Linked DNA regions of Rattus norvegicus: region 2 is linked to region 1. A link is a contact called in public Hi-C data. All regions are on one chromosome and are shown on one strand. Each heading gives the region's core, a stretch centred on a gene start, on an enhancer-like site or on the middle of the called end of the contact. The rest is flanking DNA. Distances are from core to core; before and after follow the strand shown.

What was found. A called contact is a pair of places that touch in the nucleus more often than the background predicts.
Region 2: a contact with region 1 is called in a Hi-C map of psoas muscle, with 1.8 times the contacts expected there. The contact joins the promoter of Cox11 here to the enhancer-like site in region 1. A contact is called at or near these places in 3 of 12 Hi-C or Micro-C datasets (frontal cortex, mammary epithelial cells and psoas muscle).

The regions. Positions count from the first base shown.
Region 1 is chr10:75,730,725-75,736,991 of GRCr8, reverse strand. No RefSeq gene overlaps it. Among named protein-coding and RNA genes, the nearest start is that of Hlf, 25 kb to the right of the region's middle. Within about 2 kb of position 3,186, at least 76 of the 93 cell types and tissues checked have an H3K27ac peak or open chromatin away from gene starts, as enhancers often do.
Region 2 is chr10:75,953,188-75,959,001 of GRCr8, reverse strand. Cox11 (cytochrome c oxidase copper chaperone COX11) reads right to left here and starts at 3,177. Exons shown (of 4, transcript NM_001109575.1): 1 at 2,795-3,177; 2 at 760-915. The coding sequence starts at 3,157. It overlaps Stxbp4 (syntaxin binding protein 4), which reads left to right and starts at 3,265. Exons shown (of 18, transcript NM_001415095.1): 1 at 3,265-3,314.

The DNA.
Region 1 (6,267 bases), core at 1,937-4,436:
TATCCTTATGCACTTGTGCGTGATTATCAGACCTATATACAGCTTTCCAGATCGTCCACATAAATCCACATGTGCTGACAGCTAAGCTTAAAGCAAGGTTTGCAACACAGAATTAAAAAAAAAATGGATTAGAAAGACTTTTGAAAGAAAGAAAAGAAAAAAAACATACAGAGAAAAGGGGTGGAGTCTCTAGCCATCTGGTCACTCTTGGGATGCCCTCAGTGTAGTATAATCTTGGAGGTGCTTCGAGACCTTTTCAGGTTACTGCCACTGCTCTTTGTGGTCCACAAGACAAAGATAGCAGCATAGGACGTCTGTGTAACCACCCTCCTTGACCTCCAGATAAGTACCAATTCCATTTTGTCCTTAGCAGCTTCCTTCCCCTTGCTGCTCATCCTGCTCCAAGTATACCTTGGACTTAAGTTGATAGTTGTGAAATGCTTAAATGTCTGCTTATACTTCGGTGAGGACCTGATGTCTGTGGTCATGCTGTGTGTGTGCTGATATGGCATAGTGCGCAGCAAACATTCTTGGGTCTTCCCTCTCTTTCCCCAAAAGGTAACCAAGTGGTAGTGGGGCCTGTTTCATCCTCTTTGGGGTAGGCTAGGACTTGGACCAGAACCTTAGTGAATGAGAGGGACAGATGTTCTTGGTGATGATGTGTGAGCATGTGAGAGCTGGTGCCTATTCCGTGGTGTAACTGCATGAGCAGACAGAAAGGAAGCCAGTTCTTGAAGTGCTTACAATGTATCTACCTCCACAGGGGAGTACAATCTGGGTGTCCTGGATCCTCACCTTTCTCTCATCACCTCTAACACAATCTCCCCATGTCATCAACTCCCACCTCTTAATTCTGAGAATCTAGTGTGGCTCTTGTGCTCACAGTGTCCCGCCATATACACAGCTCTTCTCTCTCACGTTTGTTTGATCAGAGCAATCCTTCAGGACCCTCTCTCTCCCACTGGCTGTCTTCTTCAACCAGTCTCTGCCCGTGCTCTAAACACCTGCCACACCACATTAGCTTCTACAGTCCTGTCTATACTCCTTTAATATTTGCCAAGCACTGTCTACTTCACTATATCCTCTCCAAGTTCAGGGACTTGGTCATGGATGTCTTTTGGGCTTCTTGTTTGTCTCTTTGTTTTGTCCCAGTCTTTTATTTTCCAGAAGCGTTTGTCCTTCTACATACAGTAGGCACTGACTGCTTGCTGTCTGGGTAGATAAAGAAACCACATCTCCACCGTGGTGTCTGCAGACTTCCTTTTATAGAATTCTGTCAAGTCAGCAACACCGATTTCTCATCTCTCTGGTGGTGTTTTCAGTAGCAGAGGAGTTCTGTTCTTATGCTACACTGGAGAAGCGTACAGCTCAGGGGCGACTGCGAACACGCTGGCTGCCAATGTGCAGGAGGACAGACGTTGTCCTTCAGTTCATCCCACCTTGCCTGGAATATCATAGTGGTGCGACGGACTCAGCATCCGTCTGCCCACCTCTCCTCTCTCTGGTCTGTTTTCTCTCCATCTCCCAAAGTTCAGGGGCCAGGACATTAATCCAAACGAATCACCACAATTCGTACTCATGCATCTTCCCGAGGGGTCAGGTGTGCACATTGACCTTAGCTTGATGCCTCTGGAAAGAAACATTTCCGGAAATATGCTATGACTGGAGCCACAGAAAGCTCTGGCCGATGGGTGGCAAGGACTCTAAATACTCTGCACTGTCTTGCTGGTAACTCAAACTAGCCAGGATGGCTGTGTTACTATGTGTTTTAGTTCTAAGCTTCCTCATCAGAGGTCTGGCTTGGTTTATTTTCTGTTCTTTGCAGCCAATCCCAGTCAGTATAGACAGAGTCACTACGTAACTAATAACGTCTTTACTAACAACTCGGCACAGTCATAGGGAGAGTGAAAGCTAATAGCAGATGTAAAACAGCTTTATTATGCAAATATCTATCTCTGGGAATCCCTGAGTAATACCCCTTTCCTGATAGGCCAAAGTAGGCCAGACTTGGGAGGCTCTTAAAGATGTTGAGACACCTGGGTGGTTTAACTCAGGAGCTCAAAACTCCCGGTGCAGATTATCAGAATGCGTCAGACATTCAGACCGGAGCTGAGTGGAGCTGGTAGTGCAGCAGATATTGTAAATGAGAAGGAAATGGTATACATAAAACCCCCAACTGCACACCCAATACAGGGTTAAATTGTCCTGGTTCTTTAAACGCTAAAACCAAAGTAGTCCTATAAGGTACAAAATTTAAGTTACTCCAGCTACGGTCAAGTTATTAAGCCTCTGTCCTCAGGCTCCCAAATCTTTTCTCTGCCTTTCTAGAATTAGTGAGTTTGTGGAGGGATGTTTAGGGGTTCGTGTGGGTGTAATCTTTCACACAAGTGCTAACATTTTATACACTGTTTACAGTTGTTGGGTTTTTTTTAAGACGCATAATGAAAAAACGGTCACATAATGGAGTGGGGAGTGGTGGTCTCTATCTGAGCACTCTGGAAGTTGAGGCAGGAGAATTGCGGCTATTTTGAGGCCAGTCTGTGTTGTGCTACTGTGTAGAACTGCTGCCCGCCTACTCCCTAAAAGGGATTAAAGGCACATAAATGTATCTTGAGGATTTTCTGCCTGCATGTCTACAGAGCTATTTCACAGTTACTGCTCTTTCCAAGTGTGGTCCAACCATCTTCCTCGTTTCCATGAACTGAGCCTGGGCATTTAGGTTATTTCACCCCCTTGCCTTGGCAGCAACGTTACGATCCTTCTTCTAGGCGGGGAGGACGGGAAGGGGGGGGGGGTGCCTCAATTCCCAGGATAAATTCCGAGTTACAGATTCCCAAGGGCCATTGAAACTCCTAAAAGTCCTTGAAGTCTGGAGAGCTGAATCTGACGCTCCAAACTTCAGGTCCACGTTGACCACAGCAGCACCCGCGCACCCCGCGATTTGCTCCCGCTCCGCCTGCAGTGCTGCTCCAGGGCTGTGCAGCCCTGTCCCGGACGCCCGGGCACGTGCGATTCCACGTGAGCCTCCCGCCCGGAGCGCAGGAGCCCTGTACGCATGCGCCTCCTGCCACTGAAAGTAGGTCAGGCTCCTCCTCTCACGTGACCCGCTCCCCTTAGCTACCCTCCGCGCCTCCCCGCCTGGGCGCAGCCGAGATGCGCTAGGCACTCAACGTGATGGGGCCGGGAGCGGGCGGGCGCGGGCAGGGGCGGGCCAGCCGCGCGAGGATTTGTAGGTTATCCTCCCTTCAGAGCTCTTGGTCGTGAGTCGGGCGGGCAGAAGCGAACGCCGTGCGACATGGATAGGAGCTGAGCTGAAATTGGAATGGGGAAGGAAAGTGGCCTTTAGGAGCTCATGTCACAGGCAGGCTGACTCCATCTACAAGACCCTCTGCGAGGAAAGAGGGGAGCTGGGTCACTTGGAAGTGAAAACAATTCCAAGGACCCTTCTCAATCCTTTGTCCTAGACGTTCCAGTAAACAAAGTTTTTCAAAGGAAGTTAATGGTTCCTGGAGTTTTGCAGGAATTTCGCCCAGTCCCCCTTCCTAATCTTCCACCCACTAACCCCAGAAAACACCCCTTCCAAACCACAGCTCCCCCTTTCTATAGGAGGTCACAGAGAAGGAGGACGATGGGCAGAAGGGGTTGTAACAGGGGTGGGCATGTGTTGTGAACCCAGCTCTTCGACAGCTGAAGCCAAACTTGTACGCATTCGAAATAATTGCTTCCTGTGCCCTCTCTCTGATTCTCTTAATTATTATTTTTACTTATTCACTTTACATCCCGCTCATCGCCCTCCTCCTAGTCACCCCTCCCTCCAACCCTCCCCGCCCCCTCTCTGATTTTGAACTTGTTGCACTGTACCTCTGTCTGAACGAATGCAATCCAGAAGGGAGACTGACAGGCCAAATCAATGGGTTACCATGCAGCAGGTCTTGACTGAGGTGTGCCCAGGAGTTACGTAAGTCGGGGAAGAGGGGCATCCAAGTGCAGGGGTGGGTACCCTGAGTTTTGAAGGCTAAGTGGGAGTGAGCTGGCAGAGACGCTAGGCAGAGGGGGTGGGAAAGTGTTCCAAACAAAGAGAAGTACTAATGGTTGCATAATATTTCCCTGGGGAGTTTTTACCAGTCGTAGCCATGTGCACGGCTAAGATGTATATTCTTTATGTGATTCTAAGCTGACTGGGAAAGAAGGCCCGTTGTTTCTCTCCTTGGTTTGAGGAAACTCTTGGGAGTCAGATGGCTATGAAAAATACAGGGTTGGGGATTTAGCTCAGTGGTAGAGCGCTTGCCTAGCAAGCTCAAGACCCTGGGTTCGGTCCTCAGCTCAAAAAAAAAAAAAAAATACAAATACCTTGTGACCTTTTCAGTACTGAGGATGGGACCTGGAGTTTATACATACTAAACAAGGAGTATATCATTACCCCACCTCCTCAGCCCTAATTTTAAATCTTTTGATAGATACTGTCAAATATTTTCTTAAGTAGTCCCAAGAGAGCAAACATTGAGTATTATTACTGCTAACTATTACACATTAGCATTAAATTATTATAAGACATAAGATAGCATTCAAGTGGTAAGTCTCCAGCTATCTATTTAAAATTCATGAGGGCTAGTGAGATTTATTTATAAGAATGTCATAAATCGAGTCTTCGACCAGCAGCCTTCAGATGAATTCGTAGAACTCTCAGCTCCTGTACCATGCCTGCCTGGATGCTTCCTTGTTCCCGCCCTGATTGTGCTGGACTGAACCTCTGAACCTGTGAGCCAGCCCACTTAAATGTTGTCCTTTATAAGAAAAAAACAAACAAACAAAAATATCATGAATCACATTGTATGCATTTCTGAGTTCTGTGAGACACCACAAGTCTAATCAGACTTAAGTTTGGAAAATGTCTGATCAGTTCATCTAATCCATCCTGGGAATCACAGCTGGGGGGTGGGGTGGGGCTGGAAAGGGCGGTGCAGGTAGAATGAACTCCTTGCTGTGAATCTAGAGTAACAGGCATGACAGATGCCCCCCAAGCCAGAACAAGTGACAAGATGGGCTAGTGTTCTATTGCTGTGACAGAGTTTTGAAGAGAATCGACTTAAAAGGAAAAATTTCTATTTGCAGTTTGCCATCTCAGTAGTTTCAGGTGCCCTTGTTGATAGATGCAGATGTCCCTTGGACCTGCTGGCATGTGGCAAGATAGTACCTCAAGGCTAGGGGTGTCTGAGGGGAACACTGCCCACCTCACACAGTTGGTTAGGGTTAGGACTTAACTTTGGAAAGCAAAGGGAAGAATACGTTTTCCCAGAGCCCTTCAAGGACACACACCTGAGGCCAGACTGCTTTCCAGTACTTGCTAACCGTACCTCAGGTTATCAGTCAAGCCTTCAGCACAGAATCACTCTGAGGACACCCCAGTCTTGTTCTAACTCTTCACTGTAAATGTTAGGGATGCTACAGCAGATACAAGGACATCTGGGCCATTTGGTCAGAGATTCGACTGTCATGTACAGGAAGAAGGCCGCGCACGCATCTGGTGATCTCCAAATCCAGGCATGCTTTCCGTGCTAATCTACATTGGTACCTGTACAAAGTGATAATAAATGACATCTGTAGAACATTTTGAGCACACACCTTTAATCCCAGTAGAGGACGAAGAGGAGGCAGATCTTGGTGAGTTCAAGGCTAGCCTGGTCTACAGAGTGACTTCCAGGATAGCCAGTGCTACACAAAGAGACCTTTGTGACAGAAGAAGGCAATGCCACTGGAAGAAGCCAGCATCATCTCACACCATTAAGGAAAACGGGAGCAGCTTCAGGCTTTAGCGCACATTGTGGTTATTTTCCTAATATCAATTCTACATCTTGTATATCCATCCATCGTGTGCTTTCTGAGGGGATGGGGGAATCTACTCAGATGCAAGGGTTGCCTTAGACTGAGTCACTGTCAGGGTAGTGCCCACTGCTCGCTCACTCTTTCTTTCTTTCTTTCTTTCTTTCTTTCTTTCTTTCTCTCTTTATTTCTAGATTTTTTCTTTTATTGCTTTTATTTTTTTAATTGTCAAAAAATAAAACTGACCCTTGACATAAAATTCATGTTATATAAAATTTAAGTTTTACAGCGCGTGGGGGCTGGGGATTTAGCTCAGTGGTAGAAGCGCTTACCTAGGAAGCGCAAGGCCCTGGGTTCGATCCCCAGCTCCGGAAAAAAAAAAAAGATATTTAAAAAAAAATAAAAAAAAAAGTTTTACAGCACGTTACTTTTGCGTAGGCTTCTAAG
Region 2 (5,814 bases), core at 1,928-4,427, 220 kb before region 1:
TGGGGATACTTAGTTCAGGGGTGGACTGCTTGCCTAGCACATAAAAGACCCTTGGTTCAGACCTCAGTACTTTCTCCTTCCCCTAAAATTATATCTTTTTTTTTTAAGGAACACAAATACTTATGATAAAGCAGTAAATTATTTTTATTATTTTTATTATTACCAGTGATTCTCCACATTTTTCTTATTATCATCTCTTCCAGAGTAAGTCAGAAAGCTATATAACATGACCAGGTACTACTTTAAACTCAACATTAATGACTAAAGAATTCAAGCAGCTTCTAATCACGATTATAAACACACGGCATTGTTACAAGTTATTAAAAGTTAAAATATACCCAGCACCATACACAGTAGAAACCTCTATATCTCTAATTCACATAGATCTTAATGCCACAGTTGAATATTTTAAGGAGATATTAATGTTAAACTGACCTTAAATCTAATTACAATAAATTTACAATCAGAATATAACTGACTGAATAAAACTTGGTTGAAACAAAGGTTAATGCAGGGAAAAATCAAGAAAAATAGCGAGTAAGGTAGGACCATGAGTTTTAGGGCAGGTTGGGCTACACATTGAGAGTCTGTCACAAAAATCTCTAAATTGTTACATTCAAAGGGAAGTAGACATTTCCAAAACACTAATAATTCAATAATTACATTTCATGAATTATATTCCACAATTATTGAGTGTAATTATTCATGGGGTGTCCTAGCATTTTGAAATGCACTTAGGCAGGTGTAATTGTCACTCACATAGATCTCTGTTTGCTGAGGTCTGAAGTTCCACTGGAGACTGGCGTGAACGTCAGCATTGAAGGTGACCTTAATGATCCGGTCCTTAACAGGCACCATGTTTTCAATCTGGTCTGAGGCATGCCCAGCCACTGCTGATCCTCCAAGTCCAGTAGTCTAGAACAAGACACTGGCAATGGTAAGCAGCAGGTTTTAGATCTTCACTGATTTACTCGATAAAAGCAAAATTTTAAACGACTGAATGTACTACTTGCAGCCAAACTGTATGCCACCCCAACCACTCCTGTAACTGCATCAATGGCTCTCTGAATTTGTTAAAACGATTCCTACGTTTTCAGCAGTGAGTCATTTTAAAAAGCAGATTTTGAAGACAAACTGTCTCTGAGAGGATAGCAACAATTTCCAAGTGTAACTTTCATTAAACACATTTCCCTTTACTGCTAGTATATTTTAAATTATTATCCACTTAAAAAAAAAGTTTATCCAAACCTAGTCATTTCAACATAAACAGAGAGATATCTAACTTTTCCATGTTCCTGTTTATACTTTACCGTGCCATGGGTTTTATAGTTCCAATCAGTTCATAACGTTATTTTTATATTGTGCTTTCCTAGGGCATCATAAATGTTTTCCTACATTGGAGGATTAATGTTTTGCTGCCTCTCAACCGTAATTCTCTGCATACACACAGCTTATTTATGGTTCAACACAAGTTGATGAGTACCTGACTTTCTCTTCTGGCTACTCAGCCAACCACCATAAAGTAGCAAGAGTAATTTGTGTCTGATGTTTCCTCATTGCCATTACTTCTTCATTGGATATGGAGGTGGCGCTACTTCCAGCCTTATTGCTGCCTGAGGTTACCAGATAATTTACCTGTCCTACACTAGAAAAACAAAGGGTCATATCTGAGGCTAAAGGAAGACCCTAAAAAACTACCATATTAATAGTTTACTATCTTTCTTTTGCTTCTTAAACATGTTACTTAGCTTTTTCAACTTCTCTCAACATTGTCAAATTACACTTTAATCCTAAAAGATAAATCATAGGGCAAGTGCTTGACCTTTTTTTTAAACAGGTAAGGATAGGATTCTGTGGAGAGTGAGTTTTAAGATGAACTATTTTTTTTTCATCAATTTAAATCGGCTGAATAAAAAGCAACTTAGGTTTGTCCTCCTCCAATAACAATTCCTTATAGGGTTGGGTATTTAGCTCAGCGGTAGAGCGCTTGCCTAGCAAGCACAAGGCCCTGGGTTCGGTCCCCAGCTCCGGAAAAAAAAAAGAAAAAAAAAACAAAACAAAACAAAATAATTCCTTACATATTCTAGGGACATATTAGTGAAGTTTCTCAAGTTTGGTGTTTAAAACTAGACAAAACAGGTAGAAAACAGAAAAATGATGTCCTGAGCTCAGGCCTGAGTCAGTCATAGTTTCCCTGGGTTACATTTTAATCTGCTCATAAAATGGGACCATTCTATGGCTTCTTATATGTCCCTCCTTTATTTCTTGCTCGGTGTAACAGTGTAATACAAGTAACAGGGCACTCTTTTGGACATACCAGCGTTTAACGTGGAACTTTTTAGGCATTCTTTTTCTTTTTTCTTTTTAACCCATCGCTAATCTAGCCTAGCCTGACGCTAACCTAACCTGACGGAAGCTTGTGAACATACACTCAGGAGTGTCGATTCCATTTCTGTCGGTCTCAGTACTGCTGTATTCCTGGCACCTTAGGTTGGACAGTTATTTGGGGTGTCCTGTGAACCTTCAGGTATGTGACAGCCTCTCTAACCTCTACTCACAAAGTGTCTGCAGTACCCCATCCCTGGGCTTCACAGAATGGCTGTACTGATTGCACTTTGAGGGGTGGCACCAGCTCCCTCATTACCGGAACCTGCTTCCCCATGCAGTTTTCTTTAGTGACCTTGGGTACGTCCTTCCCGGTCTGGAACCGAGGCGACCACGGGTGGGTAACCTCGGCCTCTGGGACAGAGTGATGGCTCAGGTGGGATCCGTGCCGCGCCTCGTCCCTCCCTACCTGGCAGTAGAGCCGATAGAGGGGCACCGCGGCGTACGAGGCCCCCAGCATGCCCACGGCGGCCGCGGCCACGTACGTGAGCACCGTCTTGTTCCGCCGCCGCCACTCGTCTTCCTGCGCCCGCTGGAAAGGGTTGCTGCTCTTCGGCCGCCGTGGCGGCTGCGCGACGGGACCCCGGGCCCCGCTCGGGCGCTTCCATGTCCCGAGGCGTCTCAGTCCCTGCTCCGCGCCTCCGACCCCATTCCATCCCGGCCTAAGAGCCCGCTCTGCGTTCACCACCGTCCGGCCCGACCACCGGGGCTGGCTCCAGCCCCGGCCACACAAAGTGATGAACCTCCATCCCGGACACCAGAGCCCTCCCATAACCCCCCGGAAAGAACGCCCGCCTGTCAGGGCCGCTAGGCGAGATCTCGCGACACTTCCGGAGTCTCGCGGTCTCCGGCTTGAGCTCCGCTGCTGCCTTGACTACCAGATTCCACAGGTAGCAGTCGCGCTACGGAGGCCGGGTGGCCCGAAGAGGGTAAGTTCGCGTTTTTTTGCTAGGCGACTGTGCCTCGCACTTTGTTTCCTGATGATGCTTCTTTAATTTACTTTGAGGAAAATGCATTTGGGCCTTCGGCGTGCAAACTCCTCACCGGAGAGTGTACTCTCATCTTCCCAAACTCCGCCAGTCTTTGTCTTGACCTAGCGGCCCCCAGCGGCAGCTCTGCCGCGGGGCTTCCACTTGGGGTTCACTAAACCCCCTCGCTTACTGCCTCTGACCGAGCTCGGGCAAACTTGCCTCTTTCAGGAACACTTTACTGTGAGAACCGCATTTCTCTCCAACACTCTCCACTTGTGCGTCTTCTCAGCCCCAAGGGCAGATGTCTTCTACTGCGCGGATAGCCTCCCTGCTCTTTACCCAGCAAAAACATCAAGTCAGAGAGCCGCCGCCGGAAAAATTAAGTTTGTTCAGAATAGAGGGGCCAGGACATCAGGGCCTTTAAATCTGAAGGAATAAGGATGTGCATCTTGCAGGCAGAGACTCCTGGGGAAATACGCTATATATAACTTTCTTCAGTTCTCCAATGCTCCACAAACAAGTGCCACTATTAAATAGCACTAAGAGCAGACTCGGAAGTTAAGCCTTAATGAATTTACTGAAATCTTGTCCCTGCATAAATTTTATTTTATCATGACTTCTCCATAACCTGATGGCTTTATTGTGTGAGTGGAAATCACAGTGGTTCATGACTATAATGTTATTGTCCCATTCCTTGAAGCATGGTAAGAATTTTATACAGTTAGATCGTTTCTTTTTCAAAAAAAAATTCTTTCGAATTAATTCTTTGAGGGTATTTTACTTTGTATTTGGGTCATATTCACCCCCCACTCCAGGCTCCTCCCAGATCTACCCTCCCCCCACCCCAGTGAGTCCAGTCTGAAGGCGAACTAACTCATGGATGTGTGCTGGTCTATGAGTGCAATCTATGTGATGGATCACACCGTTAAGGAAAACTGACTTTCCTCCTTCCAGAAGCTATAAGAAGCCAATAGCTCTCTTGTGCCTACCTTTCCACCTCCGTGAAGCAAGAGCTTTTTTTCTGATGGCCGGGGTAGGTCTAATTATCCCCACTCTGTGGATTAGAACCAAAGGCCTGAAGAGCAGTCAGTCAGCACCTACTCCTTAACTCTTACAGAACCATACATCTTTTTACTTTGCTGCAGACCATCCCAAATTAAGTCAGGTACAATCACTTTTGTTATCGATTGCGGTCTCTACTGAAGGACTCAGAAAGTAAATGTAAATAAAGAAATTTCAAGGAACAGTGTCTGCTATGGAAATAGCTGAGGGCATGAACTAGTTGAGAGTGACAATGGGGAGGGATCCGGACGTTCTGTCTCTGTCGGAGGTAAAATAAGGTCTTCCTGGAGGTGACATTTCAGCCCACTCTCGAACTGTGAAAAAAGAGCTACCCCGCGAGGCAGCAGTCTCACGTTGAGTGCAAGACCAGAGGTAGAAATAAGTTGGAGAGGATTAAAGAATAACCAAACCAAACAGCAACAAGAAACAGCTTGCGAACCTTGCATAATGAGCAGAGCTAACAGTGGAAGGAAACAGGGTCACAGCAGGCCCAGACACCCCATACTGCAGAGCCATTTAAGCCACGTCTAAGGGCAGCTTAGTGTTAGGAACACGGGAGAGATCTGGTCTGATTTGATTCGCACTGGAGGAAGAACATGATGTTAGTCACACGGTGGGAATGAACAGGGCAAGGGTGGAAGAAGTGAAGGGCATCTCTAGCTCCGTGTCAGTGGAGGTGACAGCATTGAGGAAGTAACTGCGTAGCGGCCACAGAGCCACTCAGTTGCAGTGCCAAGGGCTCTAGTCACCGTCTAGGACATCACTCTAGTACATTGTCTCAGAAGTTACAAAATTCAGACTACAATTTTTTCTTCCATCTTGTTAGGTCAGGATCACCCTTTCCCACTGCATGTACCTTGATTCATACACCAGATTGTCAAAATTTTGAGAATGAGATCTCTCATGTTTTAGTTTCCTGTCAGCGTAGCTTCGCATCACATGTGAGGGGCTGGAGAGGGGGCTCAGGTGTCTAGGGCATTTGCTGTTCTTGCAGAGGTCCCGGCTTCCCTTCCAGCACATACCTAGGGACTCAGAACTGTCTCTGACTTCCGTTCCTGGGAGCGTGATTCTAGCTTCTTCAGGCACTGCACATACATGGCACACACATGCACATACATGGCACACACATGTAGACAATATACTTGTAAACTTTTTTAAATCTTATGCTAATGTTAATGTGCTTAAAGCCAACCATTTATTTTCTTCAACTGTTTCCCCCTTCCAGTCATTTTTTTCTCCATTATTCAAAGCACCTATATAAATATATCAGTAATAAGGTTGCAATCATGACTGCTTTTATTTATTGATTGGAAGTGAATATCTGAGGAGCAGCCATTTTGATAGCAGTAAAGTGATATAGATCTTTCTAGATTTCTCTTTTAATAAAATAAAATAG